4 separate regions of the Mus musculus genome follow, and regions 1, 2 and 3 are each linked to region 4. A link is a contact called in public HiChIP or PLAC-seq and promoter capture Hi-C data. All regions are on one chromosome and are shown on one strand. The core of a region is the stretch at or near the end of the contact, and the rest is flanking DNA. Distances in the headings are between cores, read along the strand shown.

What was found. Promoter capture Hi-C pulls out the DNA fragments that hold promoters and counts their contacts. HiChIP or PLAC-seq counts read pairs in DNA pulled down with a chosen protein or histone mark.
Region 1: a promoter capture Hi-C map of embryonic stem cells shows a contact between it and region 4, with 4 times the contacts expected there. The contact joins the promoter of Abcg2 here to the promoter of Pyurf in region 4. A contact is called at or near these places in 7 of 39 promoter capture datasets (the 3T3-L1 cell line, embryonic stem cells, hippocampal neurons and 2 more), 4 of 484 Hi-C or Micro-C datasets (the G1E-ER4 cell line, LSK cells and embryonic stem cells), 4 of 115 datasets of contacts at active chromatin or transcription factors (cardiomyocytes, embryonic stem cells and extraembryonic endoderm stem cells) and 1 of 9 other capture datasets (embryonic stem cells).
Region 2: a contact with region 4 is called in an H3K27ac HiChIP or PLAC-seq map of embryonic stem cells, with 7 times the contacts expected there. The contact joins the enhancer-like site here to the promoter of Pyurf in region 4. A contact is called at or near these places in 13 of 39 promoter capture datasets (the 3T3-L1 cell line, 3T3-L1-derived adipocytes, the C10 cell line and 10 more), 2 of 484 Hi-C or Micro-C datasets (CD4 T cells and liver), 3 of 115 datasets of contacts at active chromatin or transcription factors (embryonic stem cells, extraembryonic endoderm stem cells and pancreatic cancer cells) and 1 of 9 other capture datasets (macrophages).
Region 3: an H3K27ac HiChIP or PLAC-seq map of trophoblast stem cells shows a contact between it and region 4, with 4 times the contacts expected there. The contact joins the enhancer-like site here to the promoter of Pyurf in region 4. A contact is called at or near these places in 9 of 39 promoter capture datasets (the 3T3-L1 cell line, cranial neural crest, embryonic stem cells and 3 more), 5 of 115 datasets of contacts at active chromatin or transcription factors (cardiomyocytes, embryonic stem cells, forebrain and 2 more) and 1 of 9 other capture datasets (adipose tissue).

The regions. Positions count from the first base shown.
Region 1 is chr6:58,639,260-58,641,959 of GRCm38.p6, reverse strand. Abcg2 (ATP binding cassette subfamily G member 2 (Junior blood group)) reads right to left here and starts at 1,414. Exons shown (of 16, transcript NM_001381927.1): 1 at 1,333-1,414.
Region 2 is chr6:56,778,419-56,781,118 of GRCm38.p6, reverse strand. It overlaps Kbtbd2 (kelch repeat and BTB (POZ) domain containing 2), which reads left to right. Exons shown (of 4, transcript NM_001362210.1): 4 at 706-2,700. The coding sequence ends at 2,241. Among named protein-coding and RNA genes, the nearest start is that of Gm10209, 15 kb to the left of the region's middle. Within about 2 kb of position 1,273, at least 5 of the 459 cell types and tissues checked have an H3K27ac peak or open chromatin away from gene starts, as enhancers often do. A contact at or near this core is called in embryonic stem cells, where this site is marked.
Region 3 is chr6:56,868,910-56,871,609 of GRCm38.p6, reverse strand. The region is part of intron 7 of Fkbp9 (FK506 binding protein 9); the gene reads right to left. Among named protein-coding and RNA genes, the nearest start is that of Fkbp9, 38 kb to the right of the region's middle. Within about 2 kb of position 1,404, at least 13 of the 459 cell types and tissues checked have an H3K27ac peak or open chromatin away from gene starts, as enhancers often do. A contact at or near this core is called in trophoblast stem cells, where this site is marked.
Region 4 is chr6:57,690,734-57,693,433 of GRCm38.p6, reverse strand. Pyurf (Pigy upstream reading frame) reads left to right here and starts at 1,356. Exons shown (of 2, transcript NM_025574.3): 1 at 1,356-1,625. The coding sequence starts at 1,429.

The sequences.
Region 1 (2,700 bases), core at 165-2,664, 950 kb before region 4:
AATGTTTACTTCTTCTTTTAAAACAACAGTTGTCCCTTACTTCCTATGCCTTCTTTTCTCCATTATAATCATGATGAGCTATGAGCCAGGCCAGTTTCCTGAATAAAGACAGTTAGGGTCATAGGCCCTCTGGGAGTCTCACTCTTTCTTTGAAGGATGACTACCTGGAATGCCATCAGAGGGAAGTCACAAAACGTACTCTTTATCCTGCAGGATAACTTGAAGGATTTAGGACATGTTACTTTAATTTCTAGCCATTTCCCCCAGGCTCAATACAAATCAGACATCAACCCAGCTTCCACAGTGTCTCTGATCTCACCAAGACTGCATTCACCCTTCCTGAGAAAATGCACATACCACTGAGATTAATCATCACTGGGGCAGGAGAAATAATCTTGGTCAACCCCTATCCACTCATATCTATTTTAAATAACTGTTATACTACCACCTTTGAATGAATCCCTAAACACTTCAGTTTTCTTTATAAGTAAATGAATTATGAGCTCAAACTCCCTCAGGGACTTCCCAGCGAATGGGAAACGGCTGTAAGGCAAAGGAAAAAAGTAACGATAAAAGTTAAGACTCGACTCTCCACAGAAACCTTTTCAGTATTATTTTGGTAACTACTGTAATAAGCAGGTCAAATTTTAAAGTTAATTATTAAAACTCAATAGCTTGGTATGACAGTGCCCTGGAATAGTCCCAGTGCTGGAATGGCTGAGACATCAGAATTGTTTGAGCTCGAGGTCTTAGGCAGTCTGGGAGTCATAGAAAGACTCCTTCAGTCGAAAATTAATAAATAAACGAATAGATAAATAAATAAATGAAAGTAGAAAAACGGAAAAGAGTAATCAGAATGCATTTCATCCACGCGTGCAACTGACAAAGAACAAAATGTAAGGTCAAAGGCAAAACATAACGATAAAAATAAGATTCAACTCTCCACAGAAAGGTTAGAAAGGGAACCCAGAAAGTAACAATACACCTAAAATTGAGAAACTTTAGGCCCGGGGTTGGGGTAGGTGCTCTTCAGTCCCCTTGAAAACTTCTCCACTGTGGGGCTGACTGTCGTTCAGGCAGTTTAATCTATCCATTCAAGAAGTCTTATCCTTTCCAAACAGTTGGAGCAAACAGGTTTGGACTTTATCCTCCTGCTATCACCGCACCGCACAAGCTTCTGGAGAAATGACTGAACTGTCAGTCCTTGTTTCCTCCTCACTTTCACAACCCACACCACGCGGTCCCCCTCGCCCCCACGCCGAGCCCCACAGGGCCGCCACTCGCCCCCGCGGCGCCTAGCACACTCCCGGAGCTTCCCCGCACTCCGCTCACCTCGCGGTCCCTGGCGGAGCAGCAGCCGCGCCAGAACTCGCACACACTCAGACCTGCACACGCTCGCCCGCCAGGAGCGTCTGCCCGCCCCGCACAGGCGCCCGACCGCCGTGACGTCAGCTCGCGCCGCCCCGCAGCTCGCCGGCAGGAGAAGCCGGTCCCAGGAGCAGCTGGACACATGTGGGCGGGGGGCTTCCTGTGCTGCACAGGCTCCTGGACGGAGGGCGGAGAGCGGAGAGCAGAGAGCCCCGGGTCATGGCGGAGGCAAGGCGCTGACCTGCGATAAGAAGCCTCGGAAAGAAAATATACTCAGAGTACCTTCACCCTGTGAACCTGGAGGACCCACAAGATACCCAAGATGCAATTTAGGCAAATTACTATTATAACTGTGGCAGGCTGGGCTTTGTGTGGACTCTCCCGGGATTTACGGAGATGGGGTGGATGGCCTTTTGATGAGAGGAAGAGAGCTGCTCCTAAAATGATCTGATTCCCTACTTGTTTGGGAACTTTACCAGGCAGCTGCCCAAAATGGAAGGGTCCTATGCTAGAAGTTGGGGACTTCACTTAGGTGGCTGTACAGAATGCCATAGGGAAAAAAGACACTGGAAGACACCAAATTCATCTCATGAGGGTAAAACCTCCTAAATCCAGGTAATCCCGAGAAACACAGCTATGGCTACAGTCTTAGGGTTTCTATTGCTTTGATGAAACACCATGACCAAAAGCAACTTGGGGAGAAAAGGGTTTGTTCTGCTTACACTTACACACCATGGTCAATCATCACATCTCTCCACCTCCCCCTTCAATTATTTTAAATTTTTAATCGAGAAAAATAAATGCATGATCAACTTCTACTCGGGTCATGTTACAAGAAAAAAGTACTGATCATGAGTTTCTCTCCTTAGGAAATCAACAGCTACAATGACTGGCTACATTTTTTTGTCACTGGGATAAAGGTCCCTTTTTCATGTCTTGGTCTTGTTAATAAAAGATTCAATGATTGACACCATGGTCAATCATTGAAAGCAGTGAAGGCAAGAGCTCAAACAGGGCAAGAATCTGGAGGCAGGATCTGACGCAGAGGCCATGGTGGAGTGCTGCTTACTGGCTGTATCATGGCTTGCAAAGTTTATTAGTTTGTTTTATAGAACCTAGGACCACCAGCCCAGGAAAGTCTCCCACCTGCAATGGGCTGGGCCCACCCCATTCATCACTAATGAAGAAAATGCCTTAAGGGCTTGCCTATAGCCAGATATTAAGGACACCTTTTTTCCAATTGAAAGCCCCTCTTCTCAGATGACTCTAGCTTGTGGCAAGTTTAATAACAAGATAGTCCAGGCACTTGACCCTTTGTGAGCCAGACACATC
Region 2 (2,700 bases), core at 24-2,523, 910 kb after region 4:
TCCCTTTCTGATTTTAATGGGAATGTGGGTATTTTCCCATCTTTTTCCTGTTTCGGAATAATACTTAGTACTTTGGAAACTTGTTTCAGCTGGGCATGGTAGCACCAGGCCGTAATCTCAGCAGTTGAGAGGTGGAAGTGAGCCGGGCATAGTGGCGCATGCCTTTGATCCCAGCACTTGGGAAGCAGAGGCAGGCGGATTTCTGAGTTCAAGGACAGCCAGGGCTACACAGAGAAACCCTGTTTCGAAAAGAGAAGAGAAAAGGAGGGAGGGTGGGAGGTGGAAGTGAGTGAAGGATTGGAGTTTAAGGTCAGCCTCAGCTACTGTAACGAGAACCTGTATACAAAAACAATCAGGAACCAGCCGTAGAAAGGCAGTTAAAAAATTTAAACAGCTCCTTAAATCTGAGATTACCAGTGTGTGCCACTCATCCAGCCTAAATAGAACAGGTAAAATAGGCCATTGGGCAAGAGTAAGAAATAGAAAACTGTATAGCCTAGAAGTCTAATTTTGTTATTGCAAGAACTTGTCTCTTACCCCAAACGTATAAAACTTGACAGTACAGGAGCATCTGCTATGGGAAACCTGTGGTATCGTAGATAAAAGTAAACTGGAGGCTGGGAGTATGGATCGCAGTGCAGGGTCCTGAGTTCAAAATCTCAGCATCTTTTTACCTTTTTTTTTCTACGTGTCATCTTTTTTTAGGTAGAAGATGTGTTACAGCGTTGCCGAGAATATTTAATTAAAAAAATTAATGCAGAGAACTGTGTGCGGCTGCTGAGTTTTGCTGACCTCTTCAGTTGTGAAGAATTAAAGCAGAGTGCAAAGAGGATGGTGGAGCACAAGTTCACGGCTGTGTACCGCCAGGAAGCCTTCATGCAGCTGTCCCACGACCTCCTCATAGACATCCTCAGCAGCGACAACTTAAATGTAGAAAAGGAGGAAACCGTGCGAGAGGCTGCCATGCTCTGGCTAGAGTACAACACAGAGTCACGATCCCAGTATTTGTCTTCAGTTCTTAGCCAGATCAGAATTGATGCTCTTTCAGAAGTCACACAAAGAGCTTGGTTTCAAGGTCTCCCACCCAACGATAAGTCTGTTGTGGTTCAGGGTCTTTATAAGTCTATGCCCAAGTTCTTCAAACCCAGACTTGGGATGACTAAGGAGGAAATGATGATTTTCATTGAAGCATCCTCAGAAAACCCTTGTAGTCTTTACTCTTCTGTCTGTTATAGCCCCCAGGCAGAAAAAGTTTACAAGTTATGCAGCCCACCCGCTGATTTGCATAAGGTTGGGACAGTTGTAACTCCGGATAATGATATTTACATAGCAGGGGGCCAAGTGCCCTTGAAAAACACAAAAACAAATCACAGTAAAACAAGTAAACTGCAGACTGCCTTCCGAACTGTGAATTGCTTTTACTGGTTTGATGCACAACAAAATACCTGGTTTCCAAAGACACCAATGCTTTTTGTCCGTGTGAAGCCATCTTTGGTTTGCTGTGAAGGCTATATCTATGCAATCGGAGGAGATAGTGTTGGTGGAGAACTTAACCGGAGGACTGTAGAAAGATACGACACTGAGAAGGATGAGTGGACAATGGTGAGCCCTTTGCCTTGTGCATGGCAGTGGAGTGCAGCAGTTGTAGTTCACGACTGCATCTATGTGATGACATTAAACCTCATGTACTGTTACTTTCCAAGATCTGACTCATGGGTAGAAATGGCCATGAGGCAGACTAGCAGATCTTTTGCTTCAGCTGCAGCTTTTGGTGATAAAATTTTCTATATTGGAGGGTTGCATATTGCTACCAATTCTGGCATAAGACTCCCCTCTGGCACTGTAGATGGGTCTTCAGTAACTGTGGAAATTTATGATGTGAATAAAAATGAATGGAAGATGGCTGCCAACATCCCTGCTAAAAGGTATTCTGATCCCTGTGTTAGAGCTGTTGTGATCTCAAATTCTCTTTGTGTGTTTATGCGAGAAACCCACTTAAATGAACGAGCTAAGTATGTCACCTACCAGTATGATTTGGAACTTGACCGGTGGTCTCTGCGGCAGCATATATCTGAACGTGTACTGTGGGACCTAGGGAGAGATTTTCGGTGCACTGTGGGGAAACTTTATCCATCCTGTCTTGAAGAATCTCCATGGAAGCCACCAACTTACCTTTTTTCACCAGATGGAACAGAGGAGTTTGAACTGGATGGGGAAATGGTTGCACTTCCGCCTGTATAGGGGACTTGAGGGAGTGCCACGTGCTGAACTTGTGATATCCTTTGCTAAACCAGAGGATAAAAAAGGAGAGTATGAGTACATAAAAATCTATCTTTGATACATTTTATTTTTATGCCCTACTTAATATTTGCATCAGTATAATATATATCAGTGTGTCATACAGAAAGATATGCTTCTGTAATATGAAATAGGTTATTTGATAACTGAGAAACTTTAAATGTATCATGTGAGCATAAGAGTCTGGATTATCTAACATTGTTAGCCCTGTGTATGTACAGTCCAGAACTTCACTTTTTTTAGAAAATTTTTTTGTTTGTTTATCTTGTTTTTGGTTTTTTTGTTTTTTGTTTTTTTCCGAGACAGGGTTTCTTTGTATAGCCCTGGCTGCCCTGGAACTCACTTTGCAGACCAGGCTGGCCTCGAACTCAGAAATCCGCCTGCCTCTGCCTCCCAAGTGCT
Region 3 (2,700 bases), core at 155-2,654, 820 kb after region 4:
TTCATATTGTTGTTCCACCTATAGGGTTGCAGACCCCTTTAGCTCCTTGGGTATTTTCTCTAGCTCCTCCATTGGGGGCCTTATGATCCATCCTAAGGCATTTTCTTAATTAGGGATTGACAGGAGTGGGCCCAGCCCATTGAGGGACAGATCATCCTGGGCAGGTGGTCCTGGGTTCTTTAAGAAAGCAGACTGAGCAAGTCATGGGAGACCAAGCCAATAAGCAGCACCCCTCCACCATGGCTGCTGGGACCATGAACATCCTTGCACCCATAGATCTCCAGGGAACCCAGGAATGTTAAGCACACAGATTGTCTTTCAAAGGTAAGGACATAACCTGTTTTTCCAGAAAGCTGGGACCTGGAAGTGATTAAACAGCCTGGTGACCTATGTTATCTGTTGGGCCAAGCCATATCAAACTCATACAACCATGACCAGAGGTGGCTAATGACCTTTATAGCCAGAGGTTCCCCCAAGCTCCCACAACCATGACCAGAGGTGGTTAATAGCCCAAATAACCTCTACATTATCTGTATGACTGAGAGCAGGCTACAGCCTACCCTAGGCCCTTAAGCTAGGCCAGGGAGCATACCTCTAAAACCCAACTTCTTGGAAGAAATGACAAGTTCCTGAGTTAAGTTTCAATGTAGTTACACCTCCTTGTGCAGCAGGGATTGTATGACACCAAGAAACTTTTCTCCAAATTATACTGTGTTTAAATTTGTTGTGAATAAACCCTCTGGTATTAGACTCCCTGAAGTCTTGATCCGGGTTGATGAAGTCATTCTGAACCAAGTTTTCATCGTCATCTCTTTGTGGTTTACTTCCCTGCCTGAATACCTGCAGAGTTGTCCTCAAATGGTCTCTGCATCAGATCCTGCCTCCAGGTTCCTGCCCTGTCTGAGTTCCCGTCTGGACTTCCTTCGATGATGAACAGTGATATGGAAGTGTAAGCCAAATAAACCCTTTCCTCCCCAACTTGCTTTGGTTATGGTGTTTCATCACAGCAATAGATAAGAGAAGCAGCTACCCAGTGCCTTGATGACAAGCAACCACACCAGTGAACTGGTTGTGTTGATTGTACCCAGGTAGGGTTTGAGGTGGCACCAAGAAGGTGGGTGCCTACCATCCTTCCCATAATTCCTTTATTTGGAATCTTACACACACACACAAAGACCAGCAAGGATGTGTGGCCACTGCTCTTGTCTGTGGATTTACAGGTAAAACAAATGACTCTCTTTATCATTTAGCATTTTTATCTTGAGGTTTATCTTAAAAAGAAGGTTCCCTGCATCCTGTGGCTCCTGCTCCTAAGAAGACGGTGACTCCACCAAACATATCAGAGGGCAGGACATCTGATCTCTGCCTCTCAGACATGTGTATCCTACACAGATAAGAAGGAATTTCTTTGTCTCCCAGCCCCACTTCCCCATTCTTGGTCTGAGCAGCAGAGCAGAGACAGGAGTGCTGACTGCTGGGCCATTTTCACATGTGTGAGCTCTCTCATCCTTCCCACTGCCTCTGAATACTTTCACACCCAGTGGCTGGGATCGCTCTGCAAGGTCTGTTGTAAACCTCTCTGTGAGTCAGGGCCCCTAAGGTTACAATCCTAAAATGTGCTATCTTTCCCTCCTCATTTTAACATCTCTGTGATTATGACTGACTGACAGGGCAAAACTTCTGTGGTTTTAGAGGTGCATAAATAGTACTTCTAATAATAAGAGGGTTTTGGATTTTGATGAAATAACACTGAATGTGCCACAGCTTGCAGAACCTCATAGTCCAAAGCCAGACTCAGAGCTAGAGGGCAAAGTGACCGGTAAAGGGGAGGCTCCAGGACAATCAGCTCTCCAACTCTGGACTCAGACACCTAAATCAGGCTCAGCATATCAGTGGATGTTCTTAGACAAAAATATAAAGTCTGAAAATGACTCTTTCCCAGAGAAGACTGATTCAATTTCCAGACACACTTGAGATTCAGAGTCACAGGAAGCAAACTTGTTTTTACATTATTTTTTATGATCTTCAGGTTTATTTCTATCAGCTAACATTTATTATATGATCCGTTAGTGCTACAGATACTCTGGGGAAGACTATGAAGAAGAAATAGGAAAAACTATGAATAAGAAATCAGGTATCTCTAAAGTATCCAGATCATAACGGACACAAAAGTAACTTAAGGCTGGGGGGTAAGGGTTAGGAGACTTTAGAAGCAGGAGGAGTTTCCTCCCAGGAATTCATGGATGTGTTTGAAAACAGGAAGGACATATAAGTGGGGACAAAAGCAAAGAGGCCAAGCAACCTGGGCAGGGTGGGACGCAGTGCTGAAACTGTCTAGGACAAAGAAAGCAGAGTCCTGTAGCAGACCTTGACACGGGTTCTTACTATGTGTCCACGTTTGCCTCTGGCTTTCTATCTCCTTCTGCAGCTTCCTAAGCACTGGAATTATGGGTGTTTGTCCCTGCATCTGACTCCAAGGGTCTAGTTATTAAATATAGATCTGACTGAGAAAGAGTGTTCTGCCAGGTAAGAAACAGTCTAGAGCAGGGAAGATCTGTGGCAGGAAACTCCATAATAATGCGCTGAGCAGAGAAAGCTTACACTACACAATACGGAAGGTTGGACCAAACAACTCCCACCCAGCATCACAGTGGGAAGTACTACCAAAGGTTCCCTCCACATCTGGTTCCCAGATACCCT
Region 4 (2,700 bases), core at 107-2,606:
GTTTTTGTTTGTTTTTTGTTTTTGTTTTAATTGACAAGTTAGGAAACACAGGGACCTGGAAGATCCATTTCCGCTTCACCCAGTAAGAAACTAGTCCAACTGGCTCTCAGCCTACACCCAGCTCACAGCTGTAGAGACATTAGCTCTAAATTGTTTTATTGTTTTAAAAAGATGTTTTACAACTTAGGACAGTGCAGGGTAGGCAAGCCTTCTGCTGAGTCCCACTCATGGCCTTAATGTTAGCATTCTTGCCATTTCCTTCCACGCTCCCTCATCATCTGGGTGACCTCCAGAGACCAGTGTTTTTGCAAGGATATCAGAGAGCTTTGCATACATCTTGGGACAGGAGGAGCCTGGGCTGGAGAAAGCAGGTATGCAGAGGAGACATCTGTAAGGTCAGAGTTATCTTTTGCCAGAAGTTCAGCTAAGTGACTTCCTGCCTTTCTTGTTCCTGCCCTTTTGTCCCTTCCCTCATAGGTCACATATAGTGGCAAAGCTTTGAGGCAGAACATGTGTACTTTTCAAGAGCTCAAAGGACGAACATTGACAAGATTTCAGTAGCCATATGGGTTCCCAGCAGACAGCTAAAGCCCCTCAGAAGTGCCAGCACTCCAGAGGCCTTTCCTACACATTAACTCAATCTCAGCTGCCTCTGTTTGACTTTCAGACATTCCCGCCTGCGACTCAAAGCAAACTTTGTTAATGCTGTGACCCTTTAATACAGGATGCTGTAATGACTCCCAACCATAATATTATCTTCATTGCTACTTCATAACTGTAATTTTGATATTTATGAATTGTAAATATGTAAACGTCTGTGTTTTCCTGTGGTCTTCAGTGACCCCTGTGAAAGGATCCTCCTGCCCCCCAAAGGGGTCCAAGCATGCATTAGATGTGCTTTACCATAGTATTCACAACTAACAACCCTCAAGTTGTAAAAGCCTTCACAGCTTACGGAAAAGGAGAAAAAAGCCATTTTCTTCAGGCTCTTAAATTTTTGCTTGTGATACTTACTGTATGATTAATATTAAACCTGCTGTTGCCTCTAACACAATATGCTTGTGTTGAAGAGTCCTTGAAGATAAAACTAAGTTGAAGCCGAGCTCCGTGTGACTGGAGTCCGGTCCCTGACTAATTGGCACCTTTGTGATTAGCCCTACTGAAAAGTTGGACACCTGAATGAGTACTGCTTTAGTTTACAGTTTTGTAAAAGCGGTGGTGCAGCCACTGACCCGGGGAATGTCGGTCTGCCCTGGGAACCACACCACCGACTCAAGCTGTGCTGGCGAAGCAATCAGCAGCGCACCGGGGGCGGGGCCGGGGGCGGGACCGGGCGCCGGGGGCGGGGCCGGGCCAGGGTGACCTCCGCGGCTCTGGTGTGAGAGCAGTGAAGTTCCGAGCGCTGCTTCGTCCATCTTCTGAGCCGCCATGCTGAGCGCCACGTGCCGCAGGCTCGCCCCGGCGCTGCGGAGGCTCCGCGCACTGTCTGCAGTCGCCGGGAGGTTTCTGCAAGTGCCCGGGGCCAGGCTCTGCTCTGACCAGAGCGAGAGGGCTGAGCAGCCCCACACCTTCCACCCGGCGCTGCTGCAGTTCCTGGTGTGTCCGCTCTCCAAGAAGCCGCTTAGGTGAGACTCATCTGCCGCCTTGGCCCGAGGAAGGGTGGTGGCCTGTGGGCCCGCCAGCGGATCAGAAGCTTACTCCCTGGATGCCATCCGCCCGGCCGACCCCTATGCTAGGGTCAGCCCCGCCCAGGACCCGCGTGAGCTTTTCTCTGGCTCGCCATTGGCTGCTCTTTACAATCTCTCCTGGAGGCTTTAAAGAAAGACTTGGTTTCTGAGACTGGCTAGGCTCCAGAACCTTTTGAAACACAGTATCAGGGCCAGCGTCCCGACCGACCTATCTACCTACCTACCTTCCTTCCTCTCTCTCTCTCTCTCTCTCTCTACCTTTTGAAACACAGTATCAGGGCCAGCGTCCGGACCGACCTATCTACCTACCTTCCTTCCTCTCTCTCTCTCTCTCTCTCTCTCTCTCTCTCTCTCTCTCTCTCTCTCTCTCTCTCTCTTTCTCTCTCTCTCTTTCTTTTCTTCCTTTGGCTCGTTTCTTCATTCTTTCCTTTCTCCCCCCCCCCTTTTTTTTTGTCGCACGTGCACTTGCCTGAGTGTGTGTGTGTGTGTGTGTGTGTGTGGAGAGAGAGACAGAGACAGGGAGAGAGACATTCAGACATGATCAAAACTCAGGGCAAATACTATTGACATACTGATCTTTCCAGCCTCTCCATTCTTTGATGGGGGAAGGGGAGACAAGTTTCTCTATTTGGTTTGGTCTTTCCTGGAACTCTTTTTATAGCCCAGGCTAGCCTCAAAGTTGTGATACTTTTCCTGCATCAGTCTCCTGAGAGCAGGAGATTACAGGAGTTAACTACCACTTCTGGCTTCAATCTTTTTTTGTTTTGTTTTTGTTGTTGTTGTTTGCTTTTTTTTTTTTTTTTTGATTTTTTTGTTGTTGTTTTGTTTTGTTTTTCGAGACAGTGATTCTCTGTGTAGCCCTGCTGTCCTGGAACTCACTTTGTAGACCAGGCTGGCCTCGAACTCAGAAATCCGCCTGCCTCTGCCTCCCAAGTGCTGGGCTTAAAGGCGTGTGCCACCATGACCGGCTTGGCTTCAATCTTTTTAAAACGCCTATTATTCCCAGTTTCCT